Linked DNA regions of Zea mays: all the other regions are linked to region 1. Evidence: chromatin contacts called from public Hi-C data. All regions are on one chromosome and are shown on one strand. Each heading gives the region's core, a stretch centred on a gene start, on an enhancer-like site or on the middle of the called end of the contact. The rest is flanking DNA. Distances are from core to core; before and after follow the strand shown.

Region 1 (2,847 bases), core at 257-2,756:
AGTTTTCTTTTATTAAACTTTATTTTACTTGTGATTATAGGTTGTTATACTACAATAATGATCACCTGGCTGAGTCTCCATAACTGAGGAGCAATGACGATTCGAACCAATTACACCTAGCTAGGCATCCATAACTACACGACATATGTAGCACCTAACCCTTGCATGTGTCAAGCATTCCCACAAATCCTCCACTACATGAACATGTCCGCACTACCTAGGTGCACATTACCCTACCAACCAGCCCTTTGCAGGAGGGTACCTGCTACTCCCACCATCTCCCACGCCCAGTGCGTGATTGTCTTTTCACGTATGAAATAGTTTGTTTCAGGCTTACATGAACATGTGGCTAGTTGCAAAGTCTCAAACACAACATGCCAATCAATGGAACGGTCCTTAATCCACTCAGATGGAGACACTACACCTAGACTCCATTCCGGTGCAAGTCCACCGCCCGGTCTCAAGTTTTAAACATTCTTTATTTTAAAAACTAGGTACCAGATAGAGGTACCATGCTTGGATGATTAATTCATCAAGGCCTTAGATGCCTTCATCATTCCAAGCCCTTTTTTTACAAAAAACATTATCTAGAGATCAAAATCATTTTCAAGTCCTACTAGATAAGTAGGGCTAATCATGACTAGCTTTTATAAAACAGGTGACAAGGTATGGTAATCAATCTTTCAAGGATGGTAATGCATCAAGTGTTTAATCAATCATCATATCACCTAATGCATCATATAAGGTGATAATTTTTTGTAAATACAAGTGACGAATGCACCGGGGCTTGCCTTTCACAGGAGGAGATTCAAGATTTTCTACCACGATAACCAGTTAGAAAGAACCCAGCCACTGGACAAACAAGCACTGGAGCCAACTTCTCTTCAAAAACCACTTCTTCTTGGTGCTCTACATGACATGTTATGATCATGAATGCTTGTGCTATATCATGAAAATGCAACTTGCAAAGAAGATAACCAAAAGCACTACTAAACTACACCTACAAGCTAGAAATAGCAATGGACTAGAGCACACTTAAACTACACCCAAAGACCAGATACACTTGATAAACTAGCCTCTTCTACAAAAGACTAATCTATACTTAAATTAAGGAATAAACTTTTCTATTTTAGAAAACACTAGGTTCTCTGAGAAAAAAGACCTCCAAAAAGGCTCAGATTTTAACTAGAGGTTAAAAGGAACATATTAAGTTTATCCAGGAATTTCCATAATTTTTGGAGCTCAAAATTTATTGTTAACTTTCAAATATGCTTAAAAGTGGCACTTTTAAATAATTCAGAATTTACTTATTGCTACAAAAATTCTAAAATTATTTTTACCATGAACTTATAAAAAATATTTTTCGCGAATTTTCTATTTTTCTACGATTTTAGACAGAATTTACAAGCTGTCAACTAAAAGAGAAAGGCAAAATAGTCAACAGTGACTGGGCCAAAAACCGCTGGCACGGTCCGTGCACCAGACAAAGCTAGCCCGTGGCCCATGCCCAGCTTGCGCACTTTTCGCAAAGGACCTTGCCGCCAAGAACAAATGAATAAAATCCCTAGCCACTGTTGGCTTGTTTCTCTAAGAAGAGCATCTAATACCCTCAGTTCTTACTCTTTTTCTTTTACAACGACTCGTCCCCGATTCCCGTCGGCAACTCTGGCGAACAGAGAACCAAGAACGCGGCGGCGCAGACTTCAGGCACTCCCAAACCACCACTAAAACGTGTCCTTGGCTGGCGTGAATTGGTCACAAGGTTTCAACACGATCACCAAGCACAATCCTTCTCTGGCCACGATAACGATGGAGCTCTCGGCTCGGCAAGCCCGTTCCCAGGGTAGCAACACGGTAGAACTCGAACTAAGGACGCGAGGAGTACCAGTGACCTACCTAGACCACGGTTCACGGCACCGCTCTGCGACGTCGCAACCACGTTCTAGAGAACTCACAGCAGTAGAGTTAGAACGGCCAGCTCGGTAAGCTTCACCATCGATAATAGATGCTAGAACACTAAAAACGTGAAACAACATCACACTAGCCTGACCACGGTGAGGATGAAACGTCAACGCGTGATCACCAGACACAGAGAAAACGCCACGCGAAGAATGGGAGCAGATCAACCAGTGTGACTGGGGGGGGTTTAACACCGACATGAACACAAGAACTACAACACTCACACGATGAACTTTGGCTAGAACTCAAGGACAAGGAAAAGGTTCTACTGAACCAAGTCTCGAAGCAAACATGATAAGAAGGCAGGGGCAGGCGTCACTGAGCTCATCCAGTCCACGGTGGAAAAGACTCCAAGGACGCCAGCACTGCATAAGCTCACACACGTGGCTTCCAAACACCAACACCATGCATGATCACATGCATAGCAAGGCACTGAACTTTGTTCAGTAACACAGACAGGGAAATGAGCAGATAAGACCTCCACTGTGGATAAGCACTAATAGGTTCAAAACTTGATATTTTCTGCAGGGGGGTGAGGCCTCTAGAACCTTAGTTACCCACCCCAACCTTTTCTCAACTCAAGAACACAAGTGAAACCAGCAGGAAGGGGAAGATCTTCAGAACCTAACCCAAACACTGAATCAACTGCATCAGCCATCACTACCACATCGCACACTTCCCTGTTCAGTCCCTTTGATCTCACAATTTCACAAGGCAACAGACCAATCTTCCTTAACAAAAGTTATTCCCTAAACATAGCTCTACCAATTTTTTATAGCACCTCAAAGTTTAAAACACTCAGAACAAGAGTTATTGTGCAGCAAAGTAGAGTGAAAACACTAAAGAGTTCAGGTTCAGATACTGAAACAGCACTAACACCTCACCTGA
Region 2 (2,847 bases), core at 105-2,604, 470 kb after region 1:
CTTAATAACTAGCTAACAGATTATTGATGCCTTTTGCAACCCCGCATCATCACCTTGTACTCAGGGCTATCTCGCTTCCGGAGCAGTTCCATGCCGCAGGCCTGCGCTTTATTATTTGGGAGAGATCAAGAGTAGTGTGTATATATATGTAGCGATGATTTTTTTTTTTTTTGGACAACAAAGGATATGGAGCTTATATATGACAACAAAGCCTACACCTACTTACCTTCTCATAGAAGCTTATGGCACGGTCAAGGTCGCCGACGCGGAGCATCACCTGGCACAAGGGTTCCGGAGTTCCAGGCCTCTCGATGATCTCAAACTTGTAGCCGTCGGGGTCCTCCACGAAGGCGATGACGGTCTCGCCGCCCTTGACAGGACCGGCTTCCCTGATGACCTTTCCAGCCTTTGCTCTTATGAGCTCTACCGTCTTGGCCACCTGTTTCACGAATCATCCAGATGATCCCAAGCATGGTACGTTCTCTATTCTAACTCATCGATGGAGCAGTCTTAGGTTCGCCATCTTACGTCCTCGACTGCGATGCCGAAATGGCCGAACCCTTCGCCTATGTCATATTTGTCAACCCCGTAATCTGTGAATGGATTCAGCAAGATCAGGAACCTGGAAACCGCAGACTGCACAGTACAGGGGTCAGAGGGGGGGGGGGGGGGGGGTGAGGGATGCCGAGTGACTGAGCGCACTGACTGTAAGTGAGCTCGACGACGAAATGCGATTCCTCGGGCCCGTACCCGAGGAACGCGTTGCTGTACTTCTCCTCTGGTATGTCTCTCTTCCTGAGCAGCTTCATCCCCAGGCACTCGGTGTAGAACCTGCACTGCGTTATTGGGTCATCAGACCAGCAGGGCCGGGCCGACGAGCTGTTCCAGTTCAGAATTCAGAGGCGAGTACTTGATCGTCTTGTCGAGGTCGCCGACCCGGTAGACGACGTGGAGGAGCCGGCGGTTGTCCTTCTTCGCCCACGAGATGGCCTCGTCGGCCGAGGTCCTGGGCTTTGCCACGGCGCTCGCCACGCTCCTGGTCAGCCTCAACGGCCTCGTCCCAGCCACCTGCTCCGGCTGCAGCGCCGCACCTGCTTGCAATGAATTAAAAAAAAACACACAGCAGGTCATCAGCTATAGCTGCGGTGCTACTGCTACTGCCACAGTCGAGGGACGAGTGGTGCTCACCTGCGGCAGCGGTGGAGAGGAGCAGCGACCTCCGGGGGACGGGCGTGGCCGCGCAGGCGACGGTCCCGCGACCGGCGGCCACAGGTAGTAGAGTCCTCATGGCGGTGTCTGCTGGCCGACCCGGTTTGCTTGGCGCCCCTTTCTCGTGCTATCCTCAATGTATTTGGTTTGGACAACTGTCGCCGCCACAGGCCGTTGGAAGAAGAGTTGTTGAACTAGTCAAGACACCTGTCAAGATATGGGACAATGGGACCCGCGCAGAGCTGTAAAGCTGGATCTCACAGGAATGACCGCATGCAGATGCAGCCCTGCACCCGCCGGTCCGAATAGGTTGTGTTGACACCACAGGGTGTGTACCAGCCCCACAGCTGCACGCAGCTATGGTCACGTTAGGTCAAACCAATGTGCGAAATAGGTTATGTGGGTCCGAGTATTATGTTTAATTTTTTTCTGGGATCACCAATGGAACCGATAAAAATGGTGTGTGGATCCGAAAAATCATGGCGCATGGCTGGCTCCTCGGTTGGGCCAATTGAGTTTGGGTGAAGCTTCACACTAGGTGTTATATAGCATATGTGTATACATTTGTGTTTATGTATATGGCAGCACTATTTGTCACTCTAGATGAAGCTTCAACTAGCGTGTAATAATTGAAGATCTCTTAGTAATTATCGCTGGGTGAATCTTCACCCCTAGGTGATGAATAGCGTGCATATGTATATGTACGTACGATAATAAAACAGTATATATCTATAGTCCATATTTCATACTACACGTATATATTCATAGTCCATTACTGATTATCTATATATTTATTAAAAACAAATTTGTAGGGACATAATAATCTAAGTTTTAAAGATCTAAATCTAACTATTGTTAGACTGTAAACTGCAGGACATCGTGTAATACAAAGCTAGCTTAGGGTTCCTTTGAAATGCAGGAATTTTAGAGGGATCATACATGAATTTTACATAAACTAGTTCATTTTATAGGAAAAACACATGAAACAAAAAAAAATCCTGTTTTCCAAAAGGGTCCTTAAGTTTGAAGCCGATAAGTTTCAATTATTAGTCTTTGAGCCTACTCACGAGATGACTCGTTTGCTAACTATCTTCAAAAATATGAATAAGTCAAGTCAAATCAAGCCATTAACAAATTGAGTCAGGCTATCGAGCTGTGATATAGGGAGTATTTTAGGACTACTCTAATCCAGCTTAAGCGTAGAGTTGTAGTTTATAAAAGTGCTTGAGACTGCTCTAGGTTCAAGCTCAAGTGTGAAGCTGTAGTTTATAATATAAATTTAAATAGTTTAAAAATATTTTAAATATAAACAATAAACAAAAAACAATCTTCTAAAAGTTCACAACTCCAGCTATATGATTTTTGGAGCACATAATAACCTACTCTTCTAACTCTACCAAATTTTAGAGATCTGGAGCAGTCCCATGAAAATTAAATAGTTTAGAAAATATTTTTAATCTAAATAATAAATAAAATGAGTTATCTAAATCTATACACCTTTTAAGTGTGAATTTCTTCGTGGGTCCTCTCCTTAGCGAATAATACCGGTATGAGAACTAAACTTCAGTTTGCTAATCAAGTCATCTTTATTTATGTTATACAAAGGACATTTATGTTATAAAAAGAATAGATATTGTA
Region 3 (2,847 bases), core at 174-2,673, 460 kb before region 1:
TGGCAGGAAAATGTAGTTAAACATTCAATAAAATGTGCTTTGACCCATAATAAACTAAAAGGGGAAATGTACTGGAGCAAAACAATCAAATGTCTAAAGTGGCCCTAATTATCTCATAAGAATACATCATGGGATATCCAAAACTAGTATCATGAAGACCTACAATTTGTGGTGGTTACCAGTGCACTACATTTTCGCTGGAACTGGACTGAGAGATATAAATTTCATGTATAAACACCAAGACACAATACTAGTTGGTTCAAATAGGGTAGAAACAGTAGCACTAACTTGATTTTATGAAGTTCATTGCAAATCTTAAATCTGCATGAACTTGCAGTGCAGTACCACATTATACATGCTATGAATTTATCATGCCAACCTGTTTATAAATTCTAGCTACAGAGTTTCCATACAACAAAGTATAAAATAAAACAGTAAACAAAGACAGAGAGACTGGGCAAGAAGCTTACTTCCCCAAAAATTGTTTGATTTCTCAGAGAACTGGCATATGTACTTATCGTCCGCACCAAGGATTTGTGCTCCCACACCAGTAAAGCGTGGGCGATATAACAACTTGTCCAAATCACTCATACCATCACGGAAGAGAGGGTTCTCAACAGAGTACATAAAGCAGAAACTCTGCCTGCACTCTGGAATCGACACCTTGAAGTACCATCCTTCAAAGAAAGGTCGAGCCGTGCCATCAAAGTGGTACCTGCAAAATTGTCCAGCTATATTTAAGTAGTTTGTCTCAGGCTTTTAGCACTTGGTCGTGGCAACGTGTAACAGGAATGAGGGTAACAAAATAGCAGCATTGTGAATAATCTGAGCCTGTTGAATGGGCGTGAACAGTGAGTTGGAGCTCTGAAATGACCGCATTCATGCCCTAAATACCAAACAAATGTGACGATGTGTCACTAATTCAATCAACTTTAGGTTGTTTGGTTTCAGGAATCAAACCATTCTAGATAAGGTTGTGCATCGTGAGTTCAGTTCTATAATAAAAATATGGTGAAATGATTCTAGCACTAGTTATTAGCTGGTGAGGAGTGAGCTGATAACGGATCAACTCATTCTACTCTACAAACCAAACGAAAAAAAAATGGAGCCAGAAATGATTGACTACTCATTCTTCGAACCAAACGCCATCCTGACTCCCCATAGACTCCATGAACACTACCGAATCTCAAAATCCCGAGACGCGTGGCTCTTACCCGCTATGCGGCGTCCGGAGAGACCGGTCCTGCGGCGTGGGCGTGTAGATGGGCGCCGCCGCTGCTGAGGGGGAGGTAAAGGAGGAAACGGAGCTCGAGGCCGCGCGTGGGACGACCCCGCGGGGGCAGTGTCGGCGACTGCTCCGTGGGAGCACGACGCCGGTACGTGGCGTCACGGACGGCAGTGCGGCTGCGACGGCGAGGTTCATGGTAGCAGTATAGTCCAGTCGCCGTGCGGACGGAGTGACCACGGCCCACGGGTTTTTCTTTGTTTGGTTTCGTGGCCTCGTGTCACAAAGCGTGCGCCACGTGGCTCGTACTTGCAATGGATGAGTGCACCGGCTCCGATATCTGCAGCCTCCGTGGCGGGCTGGGGACCAATGAGCGCGTCAAAATTAGGGGTGTTTGGATTCTAAACTCCACGTTTATGTTGTTTTTTAGGTTTTCTGGAGCAGCAAAAGTTGTACTTTAAAAAATTGTACTATAACTATAAAAACATCATGGAGTTATAACTTTAGAGTTCGAGTGTTTGGCAGTCTTTTGCCAGCTCCTTTCTAGAGGTCTACTCTAAAGTTATACTAAACATGCCCTAATGACTTAGGGGGTGTTTAGGATGGCGCCAAGTTCTAGCTCCAGTGTGGAGCTGTAGTTTATAATATCAATTTAAATGGATTTTAAAAAAATAGATCTAAATAATAAATAAAATAACTTATCTATTTTTTTTAAAAGCTTACAGCTCCAGCTCCACAATTTTCTGGAGCACCTAATGACCTTCTTCACCAACTCCACCGTTTTTTTCTGGAGCTGGAGTTGTCCTAAACAGGACCTTACTCAACCAACTACACCAAATTTCTAAAGCTGGAGCTATCCCAAACAAAATATAGTCTAATTATAAAATTAATTATATAGGTAAAGATTAAACCATAAGACTCTAATTAATCCATAATTAGTAAATATTTACTGTAGCCCTACATTATTGAATCGTGGACTAATTAGACTTGTTAGACTTATATTATTGTTTAGTCTTTATCTTTGTAATTAGTTTTATAACTAGTTTAATTAATCTGTGCTAACGCTGGTCCTAGAAAGGTGAGAGGAGGTGGAGGGGCTAGCGACGTGTAACATGTAAAATCTTATTATTAAAATTTAGTAAAATAAGGTTTTAAAATATCATTTAACAAAATCCTCATACCTTTGAAGTTGCATCCCCTAAAGCGAATATGTTTTCTAATAAATATTAAACCAAAAAGTTCCTAATTTATCCTTTGTTGAATTTTATAATTAGAAATATTCCCTAAAAGATCAGAACTAAATAGATATGTTCCTTTATGTAAATAATATATTTTTATTGTGAATCATTTCTTATTTTTCATAATTATTGGCATTTTTAGTCAGGAAATAAATAATTAAATAAGTAGATAAAGAATATCAAATAAAATAAGATTATTGCATCTCATGTAAAGGTTTGTTTTGTTGTGCATTTAAATTAAGTTTGAATTTTAGCACCAGATTTAAATTCAAACTTGAAATTTGAATTTGGGAACTAAAAAGGAAATAGAAAATAGAAATGAAAATAAAATAAAATAAAATGAAGAGCTTGCCTGTGCTAATGGGTCATTTCTCCCCTTCTTCG
Region 4 (2,847 bases), core at 101-2,600, 350 kb after region 1:
TTCTAGAAAAGCATATAGTTATTGTCATAGACATCAATTTTTTCGTAGTGCATACCGAGACTCGAGAGCAACTTCTTGGACTAGTACATGTCCTTTGGCATCTTATGATTCTCCAGAAGTACATCATTAATCAAGTTCACAAGATCCTTGTAGAAGTTGTTTGAAAATGCAAAGTTTAACTTAATAGCCATAAGTTGAGTCATGAAGACAAGGACGGTCACTTTCGTGTGCTCGTGCAACAGCTCTTCGGAAGCTTTAAGGAGCTCGAAGAACTTCAGAATCTCAAGCGTCGGAGGATCAGAATCCCGGGATTGAGGGGAATTCTCATAACCGATAGGTAGAAGCTCATGTCGTACATCGTCAAGCATCTCTTACATCTTATCATAGTCCCCCTCTTCATTTGACTGCACTTCTAATACAATACGAGTAGGTGGGTCATCACCGTGATGCACCCACACCTCATAGCAAGGAATATAGCCATTCTTACAAAGATCTATCAACATAGTCATCCTATCAAGGAAATAAATGTTTCGACACTTGCTAGCTACAAGGATACCTAACATCGATTCCGTCGTTGTAACCTGACGCGGGTTGGGCTAGGGCGACCACTGGCGGTGTCGGGGTCATGCAGAGAGAAACTGTGATGGGCACGCGTGTGGGGAAAGTGAAACGGCACGGTTGGACGCTGTGTTTCTTAAAATAGTTTATGTTCGATGACTTATCTGACGGCCGTCGGACGTAAGACTTATGTCCGACGACCGGTGGATACGCTTAGGTTGTTTTCGACGACCTCAGGAAGCTATCGGACGTAATATATACATGTCCGATAGCTGGCACTGAAGCTGTCGGAAATGGTCGTCAGATGTTTTTCTCTTTTCATGTGACGGGATATATGACAGTTCTGATAAATTTGCGTGTGGTGCGCGGAATGATTCTTGCCGGGTGCCAGATGTTGGAGGGCGATGATGGTGGTGGAAGGGCACGCATGATGGATGCCATAAGACGTTCGGCGCAAGTATGCCCAGGATGTCAGGCACGTCGTTGCCAAAGTGGACTCGTGTGTCGGTTCCTGCTGCAACTACGTGCCCGCACGGTGCTCGCAGCTTTTGCCCTTCCCCACCGCGCGCTCCTCATCTATCATTCCACACGTCCTGCGCCACGTACACATTAAACAGGTCAAGCCCATTAATATAATGATCACCAAAAAAGTAATTAGTATAAAATACTCATCACGTCAGGTGATGAAGCGTATGCATTGCATGCATCGAGTATATATTTCTGTCTGGTCGGAAGCAAGGGCCTCGCTCGAGCCACTATATATATACCAATAATCTCCTTCATATCTCTTCATCAGAGATAGGAGAGACGAACAAGAAAAGACGACATCATATATACCGTACGTTATAGAGTAGGAAAATAGAAATACGAATGATGATCACGGGAGGGCAGCGAAACCCTGCAAGGCTGCAGGTGTCGTCGTCCTTCCTGCTTGCCCTTGTTTTCGCATCATCGGTGCTTGTCGGCATCGTGGCCGGCGGCAGCTTCTACGAGGAGTGCGACGCGACTTGGGAGCCCCAGAACTGCTGGGCCTACGACGATGGCAACAGGCTCTCCCTCGCGCTCGTCAGCAGTTCCTCAGGTACGGTCAGGGTACATAGCTAGTGTGTGGTCTTACAAGATGAATGCTTCGTATAGTATATAGCTGTAGCTAGCTAGAATATATAGTAATGTCTCCATGACAGACTATATGCTGCATGTATATATGCAGGTTCCATGATCCGGTCGAAGCGGCAGTTCGTGTACGGGACCGTGTCCACCATGATCCAGCTTGTCCCCGGCGACTCCGCCGGCACCGTCACCACCTACTATGTGAGTGCTGTGCGCGCGTGCATGCACGAGAACGAGCTATGGCATCTATCATCCGCTCGCCGCTTAATTCATTTGCATATGTGCGCGCAGACGTCGTCGCTGGGCGACAACCACGACGAGATCGACTTCGAGTTCCTGGGCAACGTGAGCGGGCAGCCCTACACCATCCACACCAACGTGTACGCTGCCGGCGTGGGCAACAAGGAGATGCAGTTCAAGCCATGGTTCGACCCCACCGCCGACTACCACAACTACACCATCTCCTGGACACCCTGCATGATCGCGTAAGCAATAATAAGCATGCATGGTGGCATATATTTATTATTTTTTTTTTTGCAGATGCAAGCATGATTATTCATCAGCAATACATAATTAACATCGCATAGCAATATATAATTAACATCGCATGCATGTATATATATATAATTAATGATGTAAGGTGGTACGTCGACGGCGTCCCCATCCGCGTGTTCCGCAACTACGCGGCGAGCCACGGCGTGGCGTTCCCGACGAGCCAGCCCATGTACGCCTACTCCAGCATCTGGGCGGCGGAGGACTGGGCCACGCAGGGCGGCCGCGTCAAGGCCGACTGGTCCAAGGCGCCCTTCGTCGCCAACTACCACGGCATCGACCTCGGCGTCTGCGAGTGCTACGGCGGGGGCGCCTGCGTCTCCAGCTGCGCCGCGGCGTTCGCCGCCAGCCACTGCAGCCTGAGCGACGCGCAGGTGGGGGAGATGCGCTGGGTGCAGGGCAGCTACAGGATCTACGACTACTGCGTCGACCCCAAGCGCTTGGTCAACGGCCAGAGGCCGGTCGAGTGCGACCTGCCGCAGTACTGAACGGATCGGAGCTCCGATCAGGTCCTTGTTGCGTATGAATGAGGAAGCAATAATCATACGTATTTACTCAATCAACAGTGCAAGGGGCCGGCCGGGAATTCCAACAAGCCGACATATACCCACCAGGTTGGGTCGAGTC
Region 5 (2,847 bases), core at 202-2,701, 300 kb before region 1:
GCCAATCTCACACACTCTGCCACCCCACAATGATTCCATGACTGTCCATTTCAGCTTGCATGCTTCAAAGCACTCTAGCTAGCTGCTAGCGACGAGTCTGGAATGGTGGCCCATGCATGCATTGCATGCTCATGGGAGGGAGAGAGAGAGAGAGAGAGAGAGAGAGAGAGAGAGAGAGAGAGAGAGAGAGAGAGAGAGAGAGGGATGACCTTCACAGTAGATTGAGCCGGGGAGGGTTCTTGGGTCCTAGCCTTCTTGAAAGCTGATCCAGATACTGTACTGATGCACTAGTGAAAACACAGAAAGATAGAGCAAAGTCATTAAACTTTCGATTCCACGCGTCTAATTTATTTATTTACTGCTCTTATCAGATAGCATGGTCATCTATATATGTGAATTAGCACTTCCATATATATGTAGATTTAAAGTAACCAAATCACCTCTGCCTAGTTTCTCTCTCAGTCTCAGCAGCTAGGTAAGCTTAAAGAAAGGCTTTTTTTACTCTTGAGTACATTAACAATTAACGCAGCGTCGTCTAAAAGCAGGCACGATGCATATGCACATGGATAAATCAGCTTTGCATCCTCCTCCAGAGAAACTGAGACTAAAAAGGGAACAGCTTTGCATCCCTACCTCACGTGGTGAACTGCTACTGTTGTTGGAGAACTCCAGCATGTTGCTTCCGGGAGAGGTCGTCGTCGCTGTGGTTCTGGAAGAAGACCTAGGAGAGGACGCTTTCTGCTGCTGCTGGAGTACGCTGCTGCTTCCCCATGGCAACTGGATCTCGACATCACTTGTGCTGCTCCCATGGCTAGCCGCTGCGGCACCGTAGACGACGTAGCTGCTGCCGCCGCCTCCGGATTCCGAACAAATCGTAGTTGGAAACGCCATCTGCTGGCTTTCCTTGCTGCTAGTAATTAACAAATCAGCAACGTAATCAGAGGTTAAAATGGTAGCACAGTTTACTGTTAACTGAAACATGTTATCATTGTATATTTCATGCACCACCACACATGCAGTTTTTTTTTTAAAAAAAAACATTTCTTATTATCTGCGCCAGGAGGAACAAAGAGATGTTGTTGCCTGTCACACACACACACATACTAGAGATTTGAGAGAAGGAGAGAGGGGGAATAGACTATGCAGAGTGAAATGAATTACGTACTGTATGAGCTGGCTCCAAGAATCCGGCTGGCCATGGCTACTTGTGATGCTGGTGTCGTGCTGCCACGGCGACGTGCTGGTGGTGGTAGGCAGCGGGTAGTGGTTCGAGAGCAGCAGAGAGGAGAAGGATTGGAGAGGCGGCGACGACGACGAAGAAGAAGAGGGCGCGGCGGCGGCGGTGCTGCTGCTGGTGGTTGTGGACGGCATGAAAAGAGAAGCGTGGTGCTGCTGCTCAAAGGGGGGCCTCAGCAAATTATTCATGCTCCACCATCCATGGCTATGGCCTGCCTCCCCCATCTCGCGCACTAGAGCCGCCGATGATTTGTGGACGACTCCCCTATCCATATTCTCCTCCCTCTGATCCCTCCCTCCCTCCCTCTCTCTCTCTCACTGTCTCACACACAAAGCAAGGACGTGCAGGGCACCTATTGCTTGCCCTCCTCTCTCTCTCTCTCTCTCTCTCTCTCTCTCTCTCTCTCTCTCTCTCTCTCTCTCTCTCTCTCTCTCTCTCTCTCTCTCTCTCTCTCTCTCTCTCTCTCTCTCTCTCTCTCTCTCTCTCTCTCTCTCTCTCTCTCTCTCTCTCTCTCTCTCTCTCTCTCTCTCTCTCTCTCTCTCTCTCTCTCTCTCTCTCTCTCTCTCTCTCTCTCTCTCTCTCTCTCTCTCTCTCTCTCTCTCTCTCTCTCTCTCTCTCTCTCTCTCTCTCTCTCTCTCTCTCTCTCTCTCTCTCTCTCTCTCTCTCTCTCTCTCTCTCTCTCTCTCTCTCTCTCTCTCTCTCTCTCTCTCTCTCTCTCTCTCTCTCTCTCTCTCTCTCTCTCTCTCTCTCTCTCTCTCTCTCTCTCTCTCTCTCTCTCTCTCTCTCTCTCTCTCTCTCTCTCTCTCTCTCTCTCTCTCTCTCTCTCCCTAGCTTTTGTGCACTCGTCGATCGATCGCCACCATCTCTTCGAACGCGAGCCCTTTACTTGCTGAGGTCAACCTCTAGACAGAGGTGAGAGAAAGCATATGAGACCTGTTTGGTTTAGCTTTTTTCTGACCAGCTTTTCTAAGAATCTAGCTGTGCGGAGAATCTGGCTGTGTAGAGAATCTGAGTATCATTAGGATTACGTGCGAATGAAGATAAAGTTGTCCATGTGGCTCAGGATCTATAAAGTGACGGATTACTACTATTGCGACGACTCAACCGATTATATGTTTATGTTGATTTTGAATGGTTTTTACCCAAACGAATTTTATAGAAGTTGGCTGAAAAGCTGAGTGTTTGGCAGTCCGCAGCAGCTTTTGGTGGCCAGAAGCTGCGAAAAGCCGAAACAAACAGGGGCATGGGCCTTTGGAGCAGGGGAGGAATCTCAAGCGTAGTGGCACTGGCAAGAAGAAGCTAGTGGAGGAGCTGAGTGGAAGGGGGTTTTGAAAGAGGGCATGTGTTTTATTTCGACTCCCCTCCCCCTACGACTTTACCGGTTTCCTTTTCCTTGGCTGCCCATTTTCTGCCACGGCCTCTTCGTTTCATTTCTTTTGCATTTGCATCCGCCTCCTTTTGCTTTTGAGAAGAAATGGGTCAGGAAAAAGTTCGCCCTGCGTCCAGGCTTTAAGGAAGAGCCTGATTAAAGGAGAAATAATGCATGAGATGCACCCATATATACAAATAAAAGCGGCTCTCTATACATATACATAAACTAGGAGAGTACC

Evidence for each region. Hi-C and Micro-C count contacts between places; a contact is called where the count stands out from the background.
Region 2: a contact with region 1 is called in a Hi-C map of leaf, with 7 times the contacts expected there. The contact joins the promoter of LOC100281139 here to the enhancer-like site in region 1. A contact is called at or near these places in 4 of 25 Hi-C or Micro-C datasets (ear, leaf, leaf mesophyll and 1 more).
Region 3: a contact with region 1 is called in a Hi-C map of leaf, with 8 times the contacts expected there. The contact joins the promoter of LOC541877 here to the enhancer-like site in region 1. A contact is called at or near these places in 3 of 25 Hi-C or Micro-C datasets (ear and leaf).
Region 4: a Hi-C map of leaf shows a contact between it and region 1, with 4 times the contacts expected there. The contact joins the promoter of LOC100284708 here to the enhancer-like site in region 1. A contact is called at or near these places in 2 of 25 Hi-C or Micro-C datasets (ear and leaf).
Region 5: a contact with region 1 is called in a Hi-C map of an unstated tissue, with 3 times the contacts expected there. The contact joins the promoter of LOC100216872 here to the enhancer-like site in region 1. A contact is called at or near these places in 6 of 25 Hi-C or Micro-C datasets (ear, leaf, tassel and 1 more).

The regions. Positions count from the first base shown.
Region 1 is chr5:135,769,985-135,772,831 of Zm-B73-REFERENCE-NAM-5.0, reverse strand. No RefSeq gene overlaps it. Among protein-coding and RNA genes, the nearest start is that of LOC103626915, 110 kb to the left of the region's middle. Within about 2 kb of position 1,506, at least 4 of the 20 cell types and tissues checked have an H3K27ac peak or open chromatin away from gene starts, as enhancers often do. A contact at or near this core is called in leaf, where this site is marked.
Region 2 is chr5:135,301,000-135,303,846 of Zm-B73-REFERENCE-NAM-5.0, reverse strand. LOC100281139 (lactoylglutathione lyase) reads right to left here and starts at 1,354. Exons shown (of 9, transcript NM_001367511.1): 1 at 1,189-1,354; 2 at 911-1,091; 3 at 707-831; 4 at 529-593; 5 at 227-439; 6 at 54-101. The coding sequence starts at 1,288.
Region 3 is chr5:136,229,021-136,231,867 of Zm-B73-REFERENCE-NAM-5.0, reverse strand. LOC541877 (sucrose export defective 1) reads right to left here and starts at 1,423. Exons shown (of 10, transcript NM_001111545.1): 1 at 1,215-1,423; 2 at 471-715. The coding sequence starts at 1,423.
Region 4 is chr5:135,423,131-135,425,977 of Zm-B73-REFERENCE-NAM-5.0, reverse strand. LOC100284708 reads left to right here and starts at 1,350. Exons shown (of 4, transcript NM_001157603.2): 1 at 1,350-1,639; 2 at 1,769-1,869; 3 at 1,960-2,153; 4 at 2,309-2,847. The coding sequence starts at 1,429. The coding sequence ends at 2,708.
Region 5 is chr5:136,070,639-136,073,485 of Zm-B73-REFERENCE-NAM-5.0, reverse strand. LOC100216872 reads right to left here and starts at 1,451. Exons shown (of 9, transcript NM_001143261.1): 1 at 1,166-1,451; 2 at 634-907; 3 at 210-287. The coding sequence starts at 1,425.